4 separate regions of the Mus musculus genome follow, and all the other regions are linked to region 1. The links are chromatin contacts, called in public Hi-C and promoter capture Hi-C maps. All regions are on one chromosome and are shown on one strand. Each heading gives the region's core, a stretch centred on a gene start, on an enhancer-like site or on the middle of the called end of the contact. The rest is flanking DNA. Distances are from core to core; before and after follow the strand shown. Region 1 holds the start of Clec4g (C-type lectin domain family 4, member g). Region 2 holds the start of Pex11g (peroxisomal biogenesis factor 11 gamma). Region 3 holds the start of Rps23rg1 (ribosomal protein S23, retrogene 1). Region 4 holds the start of Mcoln1 (mucolipin 1).

Evidence for each region. A called contact is a pair of places that touch in the nucleus more often than the background predicts. Capture Hi-C pulls out chosen DNA fragments and counts their contacts.
Region 2: a Hi-C map of the HPC-7 cell line shows a contact between it and region 1, with 2.8 times the contacts expected there. The contact joins the promoter of Pex11g here to the promoter of Clec4g in region 1. A contact is called at or near these places in 14 of 39 promoter capture datasets (3T3-L1-derived adipocytes, the C10 cell line, the HPC-7 cell line and 11 more), 1 of 484 Hi-C or Micro-C datasets (the HPC-7 cell line), 3 of 115 datasets of contacts at active chromatin or transcription factors (bone marrow-derived macrophages, embryonic stem cells and microglia) and 1 of 9 other capture datasets (liver).
Region 3: a contact with region 1 is called in a promoter capture Hi-C map of pancreatic islet. The contact joins the promoter of Rps23rg1 here to the promoter of Clec4g in region 1. A contact is called at or near these places in 3 of 39 promoter capture datasets (the C10 cell line, neutrophils and stem cell-derived epiblast-like cells), 4 of 484 Hi-C or Micro-C datasets (ECoMG-derived neutrophils, bone marrow-derived macrophages, macrophages and 1 more) and 3 of 9 other capture datasets (adipose tissue, liver and pancreatic islet).
Region 4: a promoter capture Hi-C map of liver shows a contact between it and region 1. The contact joins the promoter of Mcoln1 here to the promoter of Clec4g in region 1. A contact is called at or near these places in 5 of 39 promoter capture datasets (3T3-L1-derived adipocytes, the C10 cell line, embryonic stem cells and 2 more), 1 of 115 datasets of contacts at active chromatin or transcription factors (bone marrow-derived macrophages) and 2 of 9 other capture datasets (adipose tissue and liver).

The regions. Positions count from the first base shown.
Region 1 is chr8:3,718,924-3,722,364 of GRCm38.p6, reverse strand. Clec4g (C-type lectin domain family 4, member g) reads left to right here and starts at 1,714. Exons shown (of 9, transcript NM_029465.3): 1 at 1,714-1,774; 2 at 2,779-2,889. The coding sequence starts at 1,720. The region is part of intron 4 of Gm16553 (a long non-coding RNA gene); the gene reads right to left.
Region 2 is chr8:3,466,174-3,469,446 of GRCm38.p6, reverse strand. It overlaps Pex11g (peroxisomal biogenesis factor 11 gamma), which reads left to right and starts at 1,799. Exons shown (of 5, transcript NM_026951.3): 1 at 1,799-1,875. The coding sequence starts at 1,816. It also overlaps a transcript of Tex45 not described here.
Region 3 is chr8:3,565,941-3,569,382 of GRCm38.p6, reverse strand. It overlaps Rps23rg1 (ribosomal protein S23, retrogene 1), which reads right to left and starts at 1,385. Exons shown (of 6, transcript NM_001024728.2): 1 at 1,287-1,385.
Region 4 is chr8:3,499,013-3,502,485 of GRCm38.p6, reverse strand. Mcoln1 (mucolipin 1) reads right to left here and starts at 1,967. Exons shown (of 14, transcript NM_053177.1): 1 at 1,859-1,967. The coding sequence starts at 1,889.

The DNA.
Region 1 (3,441 bases), core at 465-2,964:
TGGAAATGCCAATGGGCTTGGAATACTCCCGTCCTGCCTGTGAAAAAACCTGGGACCCAAGACTGAGGAGGACTATCCAGAGGTGACTAAACTCCTCTTAGAGGAGCTGAGAGGCTTAAGATACAGAGCCTCAGCCACGAAGGCCCAAATCTGCCAGAGAAAAGTAAGTTATCTGGGCTACCTGCTGAAGGACAGCGGGTTCTGCTCTCCAATGCTGGCTCATAGAGACCATCCTGGACACGGACTTTGAGACCAGCCTATATTACTTAGCCTTTAAGAGACCCTGTTTCCACATGAAACTCAAGAAGAAGAAAGACCAAAGTGTGGATACTTTGTTCCTTCTTAGAATGGGGAACAAGATACCCATGGAAGGAATCACAGAGACAAAGTTCGGAGCTGAGATAGAAGGAAGGACCATCCAGAGACTGCCCCACCCAGGGATCCATCCCATAAACAACCACCAAACCCAGACACTATTGCATATGCCAGCAAGATTTTGTTGGCAGGACCCTGATATAGTTGTCTCTTGTGAGGCTATGCCAGTGTCTGGCAAATTCAGAAGTGGATGCTCACAGTCATCTATTGGATGGAACGCAGGGCCCCCAATGAAGGAGCTAGAGAAAGTACCCAAGGGACTAAAGGGGTCTGCAACACTCTAGGAGGAACAACAATATGAATTAACCAGTACCCCCAGAGCTCGTGTCCCTAGCTGCATATGTAGCAGAGGATGGCCTAGTCGGCCATCATTGGGAGGACAGGCCCTTGGTCTTTCGAAAATTATATGCCCCAGTACAGGGGAATGCCAGGGCCAGGAAGCAGGAGTGGGTGGGTTGGAGAACAGGGCAGAGGGAGGGTATAGGGGACTTTTAGAGAGGAAACTAGGAAAGGGGATAGCATTTGAAATGTAAATGAAGAAAATATCCAATAAAAAATGTAACTTCAAATATATCACATTGCTTTAGGTAGTAATTACATAATTTAACAAAGGGAACCTTACAATAAACTTTTAAAAGCTTTAAAAAAGAGAGAGAGACCCTGTTTCCAAAAAAAAAAAAAGGTGGATGGGGGTCACCATGACAGCTCAATGAATAAAGGAGCTTGCTGCCAAGTTTGGCAATTTGGCTTTGATCCCAGAATCCACATGGTGTAGAGAGAAAACCAATTCTCACACGTTGTCAGGTGAATGTACATTAGAGGGATCTCTAATCCTATGCAAGAACCCAAAACACACAATATAACTAAATAAATGCAATATTTAAAAGATAAATGGTGCCTGGGTAACAACACTCCAATCTGTCCTCTGACCTCCACAATCACACACATACATACATTTACACAGAGAGAGACAGAAGGTTGAGAACCACTGGTATAAACCAAACACATATCTTCTTGGCACTGTGTGTATACATTATGTATGTCTCCTATCTGTGCATGGGTGCTGTGTTCCTGGTCTATGCCTCCATAGACACCAAAAGATGAGTCGTCACACCTTCTGTGCAGGAAACACAGCTACAATGATCAAGCCACAGAGGTTTGATCTGCCCCTCACAGTCCTAGCCTTGCCCAGCACTGCGACTGACCATTAGCTGGCTTCCTACACAAAAGTATTGAGGCCACCGACATGGAAAGGAAGGAAGGGAGGGAGGGAGGGAGATAGGATAGGGCTAGGGTGGAGACTTAAATTTATATCTCTGTCCAGGGCTGGACGCCACCACCACCATGAACACTGGTGAATACAACAAGCTGGGCAGTGCAATTGAAGAGGTCTCCAGAGGTAGGAGAAAGAGAATCACCCCATCGTCCTCCATGGGTTCTTCTGTTCTAATGTTTGCAGTTTGGGAGGGCTGGGGAGAAGAAACGGCAAAACCATACAGGAGACACCACTGTATGGACAGAACTGTGGAATGGTGGTGCCCGCAGCACAGGCATGGGGACATCACATCCTGGAGTGAGGACTTCCCAGGGTCCTAAGGGCTGGGTCCTGGGTCCTGGACTGAGAAACAGCATCACCCAAGTCTCCCCCAGAAAACCTGTGTGGGGACAGGTATCACTCCAGCCACAGACACCTTGTTACATAGATTCTGGTTACACTGGCATAAGAATTCTAAGACTGCTAAATATGCAGCTGGAGCCATGGGTCCCTCCATGTGAACTCTTTGGTTGATGGTTTAGTCCCTGGGAGCTCTGGAGGGTCTGGTTGGTTTATATTGTTGTTCTTCCTATGGGGTTGCAAACCCCTTCAGCTCCTTCTTCAGTCCTTCCTCTAACTCCTCCATCGGGATCCCCATGCTCAGTTCCGTGGTTGGCTGCAAGCATCAGCCTCTGTATTTGTCAGGCTCTGGCAGAGCCTCTCAGGAGACAGCTATTTCAAGCTCCTGTCAGCAAGCACTTCTTGGCATCTGCAATAGTGTCTGGGTTTGGTGGCTGCATATGGTAGTCTCTGGATGGCCTTTCTTTCAGTCTGTGTTCCACCTGTGAAGGCTCAGTGCCCCAATGTAGGGGAAGTCTAGGGTGGTGAGGTGGGAGTGGGCAGGTGGGTATGGGAGCACCCTCATAGAAGCAGTGGGGGGTGGAATGAGATGGGAGTTTGTGGAGGGAAACCCAGGAAGGGGGATAATATTTGAAATGTAAAAAAATAAAATAGCCAATTAAAGACTTTTTTAATTTTTAAAATTAAATTTAAAAAAATTCTAACTATGTTGTGTGGTGGTAGGAGGGTACTTAAGCTGTCTGTACCTCTGTCCTGGAGAGAGCCAGAATTTATCTGTGTTCTACTAGGGCAATTGGGACGTTGGGAGTGCTACAAACAAAGACTTTTCTTCCTGGTCTTGGCTCTGCTGGTGGCCACAGTTCTATGGGCTCTCATTCTGAGCACCCTACTGTCCAGTGGTGAGTGATGTATTTTCATGTGTACATGTCTGTGTCTGAGGGTATGCCGCGGGTGTACAAGTGCCCACAGTGGGTAGATGGCATCAGATCCCCTACAGCTGGAGTTGGAGACACTTGTGAGCCATTGCATGTGGGTGCGAGTGCTAAGAACCAAACTCAGGTTCTCTGGAACAGCATCTCTGAACCATCGCTCCACCGGAGTGATCCCTTTACAGGGACAAGTTATGCTGCCTGGCAGGTAAGGCACAAACTTGCTTCCTATGCGGTGCACCACATGGGGTCCTGGATAGCAATGAGTATAAACCATGGTTCCCATGGGTTTCACCAGGTTTGCCTGAGACATCGGAAATCATATGGATTGTATGATATGATTTTTATGTTATGAATGGAAATTCAAAACAGCAAAAAAATTAAAGTTATAAAGTAACAACGAAAATAATTTTATGGTTAGAGGTCACCACAACATAAACTATATTAAAGGGCCACCGCATTAGGAAGGTTGAGGACCACTGGTGCTTGGCACTGTATTATGCATTTTGTATGTCTCCTGTC
Region 2 (3,273 bases), core at 550-3,049, 250 kb after region 1:
TTAAGCAGCCTCAATAAACTCACTGCTTCACCATATCAGACCTGAGTGAAATAATTTGACCTGAGTGAAATAATTTCTTTGCTTGATTCTGGGTCTTTTCTTTTTCCTTTCCTTTCTTTCTTTTTCCCTCTTTTTAAAAAAATTATTTATTGTTATACACTATATATATATATAATATATGTTATACACACATATATTATATATATAATAAATAATATATACATATTATTTATTGTTATACACTATATATATTATATATATATGTTATACACACACACACACACACACACACACACACATATATATATGGCTCAGTGGTTAAGAGCATCGACTGCTCTTCTGAAGCCCCTGAGTTCAAATCCCAGCAACCACATGATGGCTCACAACCATTCATAGTGAGATCTGATGCCCCCTTCTGGTGCATCTGAAGACAGCTACAGTGTACTTATAATAATAAATAAATCTTTTTAAAAAAAAATACTGTTCTGGGGTCTGTGAATGTGGCTCAGTATAGAACATTAGCTTACCATGCAGAGAGCTCTGGGTTCCATCCCAGCACCACACAAACCAGACTTGGTGGCACACACCTGTCATGCCAGCACTTCTGAGGTTGAGGCAGGAGGACCAGGAGGAGTCCAAGGCCAGTCTTGGCTACAAATTAATTCAGTTGGAGCCCAGCTTGGACTACATAAGATCTTGTTTCAAAACAAATACTCAAAATACTTGTGTCTTCACTCCTCCAAACACAACAAAAAAACAAAACAAAACAAAGCAAAACAAAACAAAACACAGCTGGTTAAGGTGAATTCTCTGGGTGCCCTGCTCAGGTAGATATGGATCAAACACCTTTAGCGATCAACTTTTGTCCTTCCTGGAAGGAAGAGTGGAAGAGAACTTTGACTATTTTGTAGTTGTTTTTACACACACGCGCATGTGCACCACACCATAACTGTGGAGGTTAGAGGACAGCTAGCACCAGAGTGGGTTCTTACTTTCAACTATGCCAGTCCCAAGGATGGAACTCATGTCTTCAGGCTTGACCTACATGCGCCTCTACCAACTGTGCCATCCTGCTGGCCCAGAGCTCCCTATGTAGATCTGGCTAGCCTGGAACTCACGGAGAACCTCTGCCCCCTGAATGCTGGGATTAAAGGTACTTGTTCCCTGCCGAGCTCATTTTTCTTCTAAAGGTGCCTTTTAGCCAGGTAACTAATGATATCTAATATAACATATCTAATGATGTCTTGGAGCCTTGTGCCACATGCCTATCATCCAGCATTTGGGAGACTAAATAAGGAGTGTAAGGCCAGTTTGAGCACATGGTGAGTTCAAAGATAGCGTGAACTAAATGAAATCCTCAAAAAAAAAAAAAAAAAAAAAGAAAGAAATCTAATCACCCCTCAAAGAAAGTGAAAATCAAGATGCCTTGTGAGAGTACACCAGTCACAGATGCTCAGAACAGACAAACTGATAAAGCAGGTACATGAAGCCCACAAGTGAAGCTTTTGATTGTCCCCACTCCCCGCTCCCCCCCCCCCCCGCCCGTAGGCAATGAATTAATTTTTGAAACATTTTGCTTGCGGAGTTGCCTAAGCAGCGGTGGAGCGAATTTCAACAGGCTTAGAAGGTCATTCTGGGTGTCCGTGGGCAGGGAGGACAGACGTGGCAGTAATACATTTGCAAACTGGGTTCGGGCTAGCACGCCTACAAGGTAGCAGTACTCGGACAAAGGGCAGGCAGTTGCGCCTGCGCGGACCTTCGGACCTTTCCAAAGGAGTTTGACCCCGCCCTGGGTGACGTCACGACCGAGTTGCCATGGCTCTGCTGAACCGTCTGGCTTCCGCGCTGGAGTCCCACCGGGTCCGGGACCGCCTGGTGAGAGGAAGTCTGGGGCCTTGGCGGGACCGGAGTGACCTGGAGTTTGGTCAGGTCTCAGAGATGAGGAAAACAGGCCAGAGAGGGGGTCCTAAAGGGACCGGTGTCTTACATGACAGCAGGCTGTCGGCAGGCTGGTGTCTTACCTGAGAACTTCCTACCTCAGCCTCCCGAATTGCTGGGATTACAGGTGTGTGCCATCACACACAGCTTGAAACTAATCATTTCTGATAAGCAAGTGAAATAATAAAAGATCTGGGACTGTAGCCCACTGCATTCCTAGCATAGACGAAACCTTTAGGTCCTTCCTCAGCACCGCACAAACCAGATATATTGGCACAAGCCAGTGATCTCGGCACTTCTAATGGAAAGATCAGGAGTTCAAGGCCAGCCTGGGCTACAGGATACCCTGTCTCAAAACAAAAGAAACAAAGATACAAGGGCGGTGAGCCTGCTAAATTTCCGTGTTCTAAGTGTCTTACTGAATGGCCCCTCTCTAAAGTCTTCCAAGCAAATGGCTATTTTGCCACCTAGACTGCTTTTTCAGTCCTGCTAAAGGCAGAGCTAGGCGGAAGAGCCTTATGCCCCTGCCTGTGGGCAAAGGAGAGCCCAGGAGGTGGGAAATAGTTTTGTTTTCTGTCATTTCAACCATTGGTGAGCAAGCTAGCACTCTAATGGGACTCCCCATGGCAACTCTTCCCCCCCTCCCCTTCCCCTCTCCTCTCTTCCCCTCTTCTTTCTTTGTTGAAACAGGACCTTGTTATGAAGTTCTGGTTGCCTATAACTTACCTTGTAGTCCAGGCTGACCCTGAACTTTCTTGTCCTTATGCCTCAGCTCCCCAAATACTGGCTGGGATGACAGGTGTGCCTCACCACACCCGGCTATGTGGCACTTTTTGGATTTTGATGTCAAGCTCTCCTCTTAACTTCTGCCTTGCCTGGGATGTTGGCTCAATTGGTAGAGTGCTTGTGCATTGTGCACGATTTGGTCTCAGTCTCAAGTACACCAGATGCTTGTACACCTCTCATTCCAGAGTTTGGGAGGTGGAAACAGGAGGATCAGGAATTCTAATCATGACCACGGTGTCTGGTTAGCCTGGGCTACGGAGACCCCGTCTCAAATTAACAAATTAGAATAATGTTACATCTTTTAAAAAAGGAAGAGAGAACGAAAGAAGCTTTCAGTTTTAGCCAGATTAAGTGCCCCATGCTTGTTATTACAGCCTTGCGGATGCTGAGGCAGGGGCATGGCAGTGACTTGCTGGGCTATGCAGTGAGTGAGGTGAACGTGAGACCCAGCCTCAGCAACCAAAAGAAAGAAACAAAAGATAAAAACCTTTCAGATTGGGTTGGCAGTTTGATGACTCTTAGAACTTTCTGGGTTTTTTTGAGACAGGA
Region 3 (3,442 bases), core at 136-2,635, 150 kb after region 1:
GGGAATGGCTCCTGAAGAACTATACCCAAGATAGATCTCTATACTACACACACACACACACACACACACACACACCTACACACATGCACACACACACCTACACATATGCACAGACACACCACACATACACACAGACATACCTACACACACAGACACACATGCACACACACACATACACACAGACACACATGCACAGACACACATACACACATACACACATGCACAGACACACACACAAACAAACCTACACACACACATACACATATGCACACACACACATACACACATGCACAGACACACACACAAACAAACCTACACAGACACAGACACACAAACACACATGTACACACACAGACACACATGCCCACATACACACCTACACATATGCACAGACACACATACAGACACACCTACACACACACTCTCACACACACACATCTACACACATGCACATACACACACCTACACACATACACACCTACACACATGCACGCACACACACACACACACACACACACACAGGTTCTTCAAATATAACACCCCGTTGCACTCAGGTAAATAAAGCTGATCATACAAAATCAATACTTACAAACATGAACAAACACGAAGCAGAAACAGTATGTGATCCTCCCAGTCTATCTGCCTCTCTGAGTGCTCACACCTGCGGAGAGTGTCACCCCACTCCAACACAACCACTCAGGACCCACCACTTGTTTGAGCCATAGAAAAAAGCCACAAGAACAGAGGATTGGAAAAAATTTGCATACTGAAGTAAGATATTAAAAGTGTGGAAAGCAACGGAGGCTGCAGGGGGCTTTAAAAAAATCCTCCACCCCACCCCAACGACTGCTTGCTCTGAGGTAGATTGCAGGGATCCGTATGGTGGGAGGGGAGAACCGATTTCTGCAAGTTCTCCTCTGAACTCTACACGCACATATAGACACACACAAAGTAAATAAACAAATATATACTAAAATAATATATATACAAAGCTGCGTTCTTTAACTTCTTCCTTCCTTCCTTCCTTCCTTCCTTCCTTCCTTCCTTCTTTCCTTTCCCCCCTCCCTCTCTTCTCTCTTCCTTTCTTTCTTTCTTTTTCTTTCTGAGGCAGGGTCTCATTTTGTAGACCTGGCTGTCCTGAAACTTGCTGGCCTATATAAACCAGGCTGGCCTTGAATACACAGAGTTCTACGCGCCTCTGCCTTCAAAGTCCTAGTAATACAGTCTAGGGTTCTTTATCCGGTTCGTTTTCTCTGCCAATTCACTAACTAAAAGGCAGGACAAACCTCAAGCACGACAGGTGGCAGTGGAGAAATCTCCAGTCTGCTGACAGCAGCAGAGAGAATCGGCAGTTGAGGACAGGCATTTATCTGGGGTGAGAGAAAGACTCTCTGCAAAGCAGAGAGGTTGACAATGAAGGCTGGGGGTTTAAAGTCTGAGTTTTCTTCCCTACTTTACGGTTGGTCAGTTTGAAGAAAGACAGAGTAGCTGATTGGCTCAGAACTGTTGTGTGACCGTCCTGAGCAGACCTCGGACACCTGACCCAGACCAGCAGCAGAGTCCTGCTGGCAGGAGACAAAAGCATGTAAGGCATTTGTTTTAAGCCTCCAGGCTTTTGTCTCAGCTCAGCAGGGCGAGGAAGAAGCTACCATCCTCGGAGCTTGCTATCTTTGTTACCTAGCTCTGGCCGATCTCCCTCTTGGTCTGCTTATCTGGGAGTCAGTCTAATGGATAATCTTTCACTAGGATTAAAAGTTGTGCAAATCACATGGCGCCCCACCTCCCCTTTTAAGTCAAAGAAAGAGTTACTTATTTATTTTGTTTTTTCAAGACAGGGTTTCTATGTGTAACAACCCTGGCTGTCCTGGAACTGGCTTTAAAGACCAGACTGGCCTCAAACTCACAGAGATCCACCTGCTTCCACCTCACGAATGATGGGATTAAAGAGTGTGCTACCATGCCCAGCAAGTTTTTATCTTGCACGTTTTTAATGTGTGAGAGCAGGTGTGTAGTCTCTCTGTGTGTAGGTCAGAGGATAATTTGTGGAGTCCATTCTACCTTTATGAGGTTTCTAGGGACCTGAACTCAGGTTGGCAAGTGCTTTACCCACTGAGCCATACCCCCAGTCCTATTTGGGGGGTTGGGGGACATGTAAGCCAGGCTGGCCTCAAACACACTAAAAGTGGCCTTCAGCTTCTGCTTTCCACCGCGTGAGTGCTCTGGTTACAGCCATGTCACCAGGTTTGGTTTGCTGTTTGATTGAGGTGGGGCAATGTGCTTGGGTTGGAACCCAGAGCCTCGAACATCCTGAATTTGTTCTGTGCTTCCAGTAGCCCTCCCAGCTGTCCTGTCTAATAATTTCCAACTGTGCCATGAAACAGGACCTTCCACCCACTGCCAGGGGTGTTAAACTTTTCCGCCTTTTACCAGAGCAACTTAGCCAAGTGTATCAAGCACTACAATGAAGCCAGTCAGCTATGAGCCTCTGTTGTCAAGTCTAGTGTTTGTTTTTCCTAAGAACAGGAACAGGGGAAATGGAAGAATGTTCTTACTCGTTTATTGCAATAACACATTGGAGATAATAGGAAGAAATGATTGAGGGCTTAGGGCTGTGGTTAAGTTGGTAGAGCACTTGGCCTGCAAAAAGCCTTGGGTTCCATCCCAAGTATTGACTAAAGCAGGCATGGTGCTATGATCCCAGGAGGAAGAAGCTAGAGATTCACAAGTCCAAGATCATCCTGGGCCAAATGAGACTCAAAGAGAGGTCACTCACTGCACAAGCCTGATATCTGAGTTGAATCCTCACAGCATAGTGAAAGGAGAACAAACTCCTGTAAGTTGACCTCTGACCTCATATTTGCTGCTGCACCTGAATCAATGATAGGAGGGGAGAGAGAGAGAGAGAGAGAGAGAGAGAGAGAGAGAGAGAGAGAGAGAGAGAGAGAGAGCAAATAAAAAGAAGTTGGTGGGTGTGGTGCACAGCTGTAATCCGAAGATTCCAAAGGTTGAGGCAGGAGGATCTCAAAGTTAAGGTCATCCCAGGCTTCATATTAACAACCTACCTGAAAAAGAGGAGTAGGGTGAACAGGATGAGGGGGAAGAAGAAGGAAAATCCCCACCCCAATCTCATCTATGATAGTGAAAATCTAAAAGCAACCCTGGTGGAGGAGAAGAGGTTACAAGCTCAGGGAATATTTCATCTTCAATAACAAGATTTCTCCTGACGTTCCTCCCTTGAGTCCCCTCCTCCGCAGCACACTGGAGTGAAAGGAGTTCACTGTGGCCACTCTACATGTGTCTGCTTGCTCCAGTGGAATCCGCCTGTATGGTCCCCATTCCTTTTCATGGAGCGATATACATGTGTTTTTCCATGTCAGTAAATACAGGTCTGTCTCGTTCTTTTAAAGGCCTCAGAGCTTCCTATACCCCTACACCATTGTCA
Region 4 (3,473 bases), core at 718-3,217, 220 kb after region 1:
AGGAAAGGCTGGGCCACGTCACTACCCGTGGTTCCTACTTGGCTCCTCCCTTTTCAGTCTAGATGAGCATGTTTACAAGCTAGTAGGGAGGAAAACCAAAGGCAGGCTGTAACGCCTTAGCTAAGATCACAGCGTAGCCCATCCCAGGCATTACCAGCCAGAACTCCCACATGAATGTCTGCAGGCAGCACACAGTGAGAGATCAACACAAGATGCCATCCCCAGATTTCTTAGTGACAAGCCAGGAAACTGGGAGCACACAATCTCATTTTAGGAAGGTATGAGTTTGAGGAACTGTAGTTTAGTCCCCTAATTTGTGGAGAACATCCCTTTAGCTCTATTCCTGCCTATACGTTCAGGGAGGCTGAACATTTGGGCATTGGCTTCCAGAAGGGAAGCCTTGGGTCTCATTGCAGGTTGCTGTCTGAGTTCTGGCAAACTGAGGAACTAGAACTTTGGCTATAGCTTGGGCCATAGCTCAGTGGTAGTGTGGTACATGGCCCTAGGTTCAATCCAGAAGGAGGAGAGAAAGAGGAGGAGGAAGACTCGACTAGGCCTGTAATCACAGTACTCAGAGGCTGAAAAAGGAGTATCACAGGTTCAAGTCTGGCAGAATTCTGGAAGCAAAGAAGGCAGATACCAGAATTCCAGAACTCCCAGAGCTACATAGACACTCTGTCTCAAAACAGACAAAAACAAAAGTAAAAGAAGTTCAGGGTCTATAGACTAAGAACCTGATCCAAACAAAACCAAACTACCGCTAACAAAAGCTCGGGCTTCAAATACTGTCCTAATGGAAGAAACTAGCTAGCTGGCTGGCTGGCTGGCTGGCGCCTGTTTACAAACTGAGAAGAGACTAGGTTGGGGAAGGCAATACTCTCACAGGTCACAAACAACCCTGGAAAGAAATGTTTCGTAATAACAATAATACAGCCATCCATGGTGATACATGCTTAGAATCCCAGCACAAGGGAGGTGGAGGCTGGGATTATCAGGAGTCCTGCCCTCTTAAACTGGAGAATCTTAAGCCCACCCACTGTCCAAGTTCTTTGGACGCTCTATCTCTCTCTCATAAGGCAACTAAGTTTGTACTGGCCTTTAGAATTGTCATCAACAATAAGCTCTCTGCAGAGGTTTTAAAGGCTGGGACCTGCCCACTGGTTCTGAGAACCAACTGCCCATCTCTCCTCCATAAGTCTGCACCACACTTTAAAGGGAAAAATGGAGAGCTTGGAGAAAGAGGCTGGGGAAGTGGTGTCCACCCACCACCCAGTTCTAGGAACTGTAGACCCTCAGTGCTTGAGGCCAAGAGTTGCTGGTACCTGTACTACCTGAGTTCTGGGTACTATGCAAGCTGTTCACCTGAGGTTAGAGATGTTGTTGGTACACACCCACCACCCAGGTTCTAGGATGCTACTGTCTATCTCTCTCATATGAGGACTTGAAAAACTTGAGAACTGGAAGCCCAGGTTCTGGGAGCCATCTACCCATCTCTCCCCTATGGAGCATCTGAGAAGTCCGCACTGGAATTGACGAACGGGAAGTTGGGCGCTTGACGTCCAAGGTCGGAGGTGTCGCTGTGCACCCACTGCCCAGATTCTAGGAGGAATCATTCGTCAATCTCCCATAGGAACACTGAGAAGTCCGCCCTGAAAGTCAGAACACTAAGCTGGACGCTCGATGCCCACCCGCCGCCCAGATTCTAGGATCGGTAGAAGCTCTCCGCCTGAGGTAGGAGATGCTGGCCCGCCCGCCGCCCAGGTTCTAGAAGCCGAAAGCCCATCTTCCAGTATTGGACTGCAGCGGAAGTCACCCGAGGTCGCTGAGCTGGGCGCGCCCTCCCGCCGCCCGCGCTCACCTGAGGCGCGCCGGCCCGCCGGGGTGGCCATGGCCGCAGGGTGAGCGCGAGACGCGGGTGGGTCCCAGCGCGCGCCGCGGTCACTGCAGCCTCGCTCCCTCCCGGCGCCGCTTCAAACCCTCCCGCATCAGCTGACATGCGCCGCGGTCACGTGAGCGGGGCGCCTGAACTGAACACGTGACAAGCGCGACCCTTTCTAAGGGGCGGGGCAGAGCCTCCCAGCAGTGCGCATGCGCCCCTCGCTGGCCGCTTGTGGACTAAAAATAGTCGCGCGGTCCTAGTGCCGATAGCAACTCTAACAAAAGGTCTGAGGGACCCACTGGCTTCTAGGTGTGGCGGGAACTGGATCCGATCTGGCTCGGCGACAGCCTTGTAACTTCTGAGTCCAGAGCTTCACCTGTTACCCTCAGTAGTGTCCGGCGATGATCCGGCGTCCTAAGCCGAAAATATCCGCCCCTCTACTCCCAGAAACCTTTTCTGTCTCCCATCTGAGCTACAAGCAAACCGTTTCCTAAACCAAATAGAACCGTATTTTAACAGTCCAAAGACTTTCTGCGCTACTGCAACAGCCTCAGTCCTATCTTTTACAGCCAGTCTCCTCCTACGGAGAGTCCAGGACCTCCAAAGAATTTCCACCTTCTAGAACCTCCTGGTGACTTCCCAAGGCTTTGCAACGACCAGAAAACTTCCCACTTAAACTGACCGCTGGTCTGCCATTCACCTCTTTATGGCAGTCTTGCTTGGAACTTGATAGTTAAAAACGCAGCTCTGCAAGGAAGACAATTTGAGTGTAAATCTAACCATCACTTCAAAACTTTCCACCGTGCCTTAAATTGTGAGCTAATTTCTATTTATTTATTTATTTATTTATTTTGGTTTTTCGAGACAGGGTTTCTCTGTAATAGTTCTAGCTGTCCTGGAACTCACTCTGTAGACCAGGCTGGCCTCGAACTCAGAAATCCGCCTGCCTCTGCCTCCCAAGTGCTGGGATTAAAGGCACGCACTACCACTGCCTGGCCCTTTTATTATTAATAATAATCAATTGAAATTTTCTTGTTCTTTGCAAAACGGGATTCACCCAGGATTACCTGCCTCCCAGAGCTGTACAAAGGATTCAATGAAATAATTCAGACCATCTCACAGTACTGGGGATGTAGCCCAGTTGATAGGGTGCTTGCTCAGCAGGCACAAACTGGGATCAGTCCCCAGCGCTGTGGAAACATGGCATGATGGCCCTTGCAGTCCAATAACATTGGTAAGTATTATAATACTTTCTCAAAAGCCAGGCATTGAGGCTAGGGAGATGGCTCGGTGCAATAGTCAGGGAGGTGGTTCACTGGCTCAGGTGCTTGCCATGAAAGCATGAAGATCTGAATTCAGATCCCTAGAATTTGTGTAAAAACTAAGGCCTGGTACCTGTAATCCCAGCATTGTGGAGGCAGAGATGAGAGGATCCCTGGGGCCTGGGGCCAACAGTTTAACCAGTCTGTGAGCCCCAGGATAAAAGTGAGGGGCTGAAGAGATAGTGCATCAGTGAGGAGAACTGGTTCTGGTAGAGGACTCGAGTTCAGTTCCCAGCATCCACATGGCAGCTGACAACTGCCTATAATTCCAG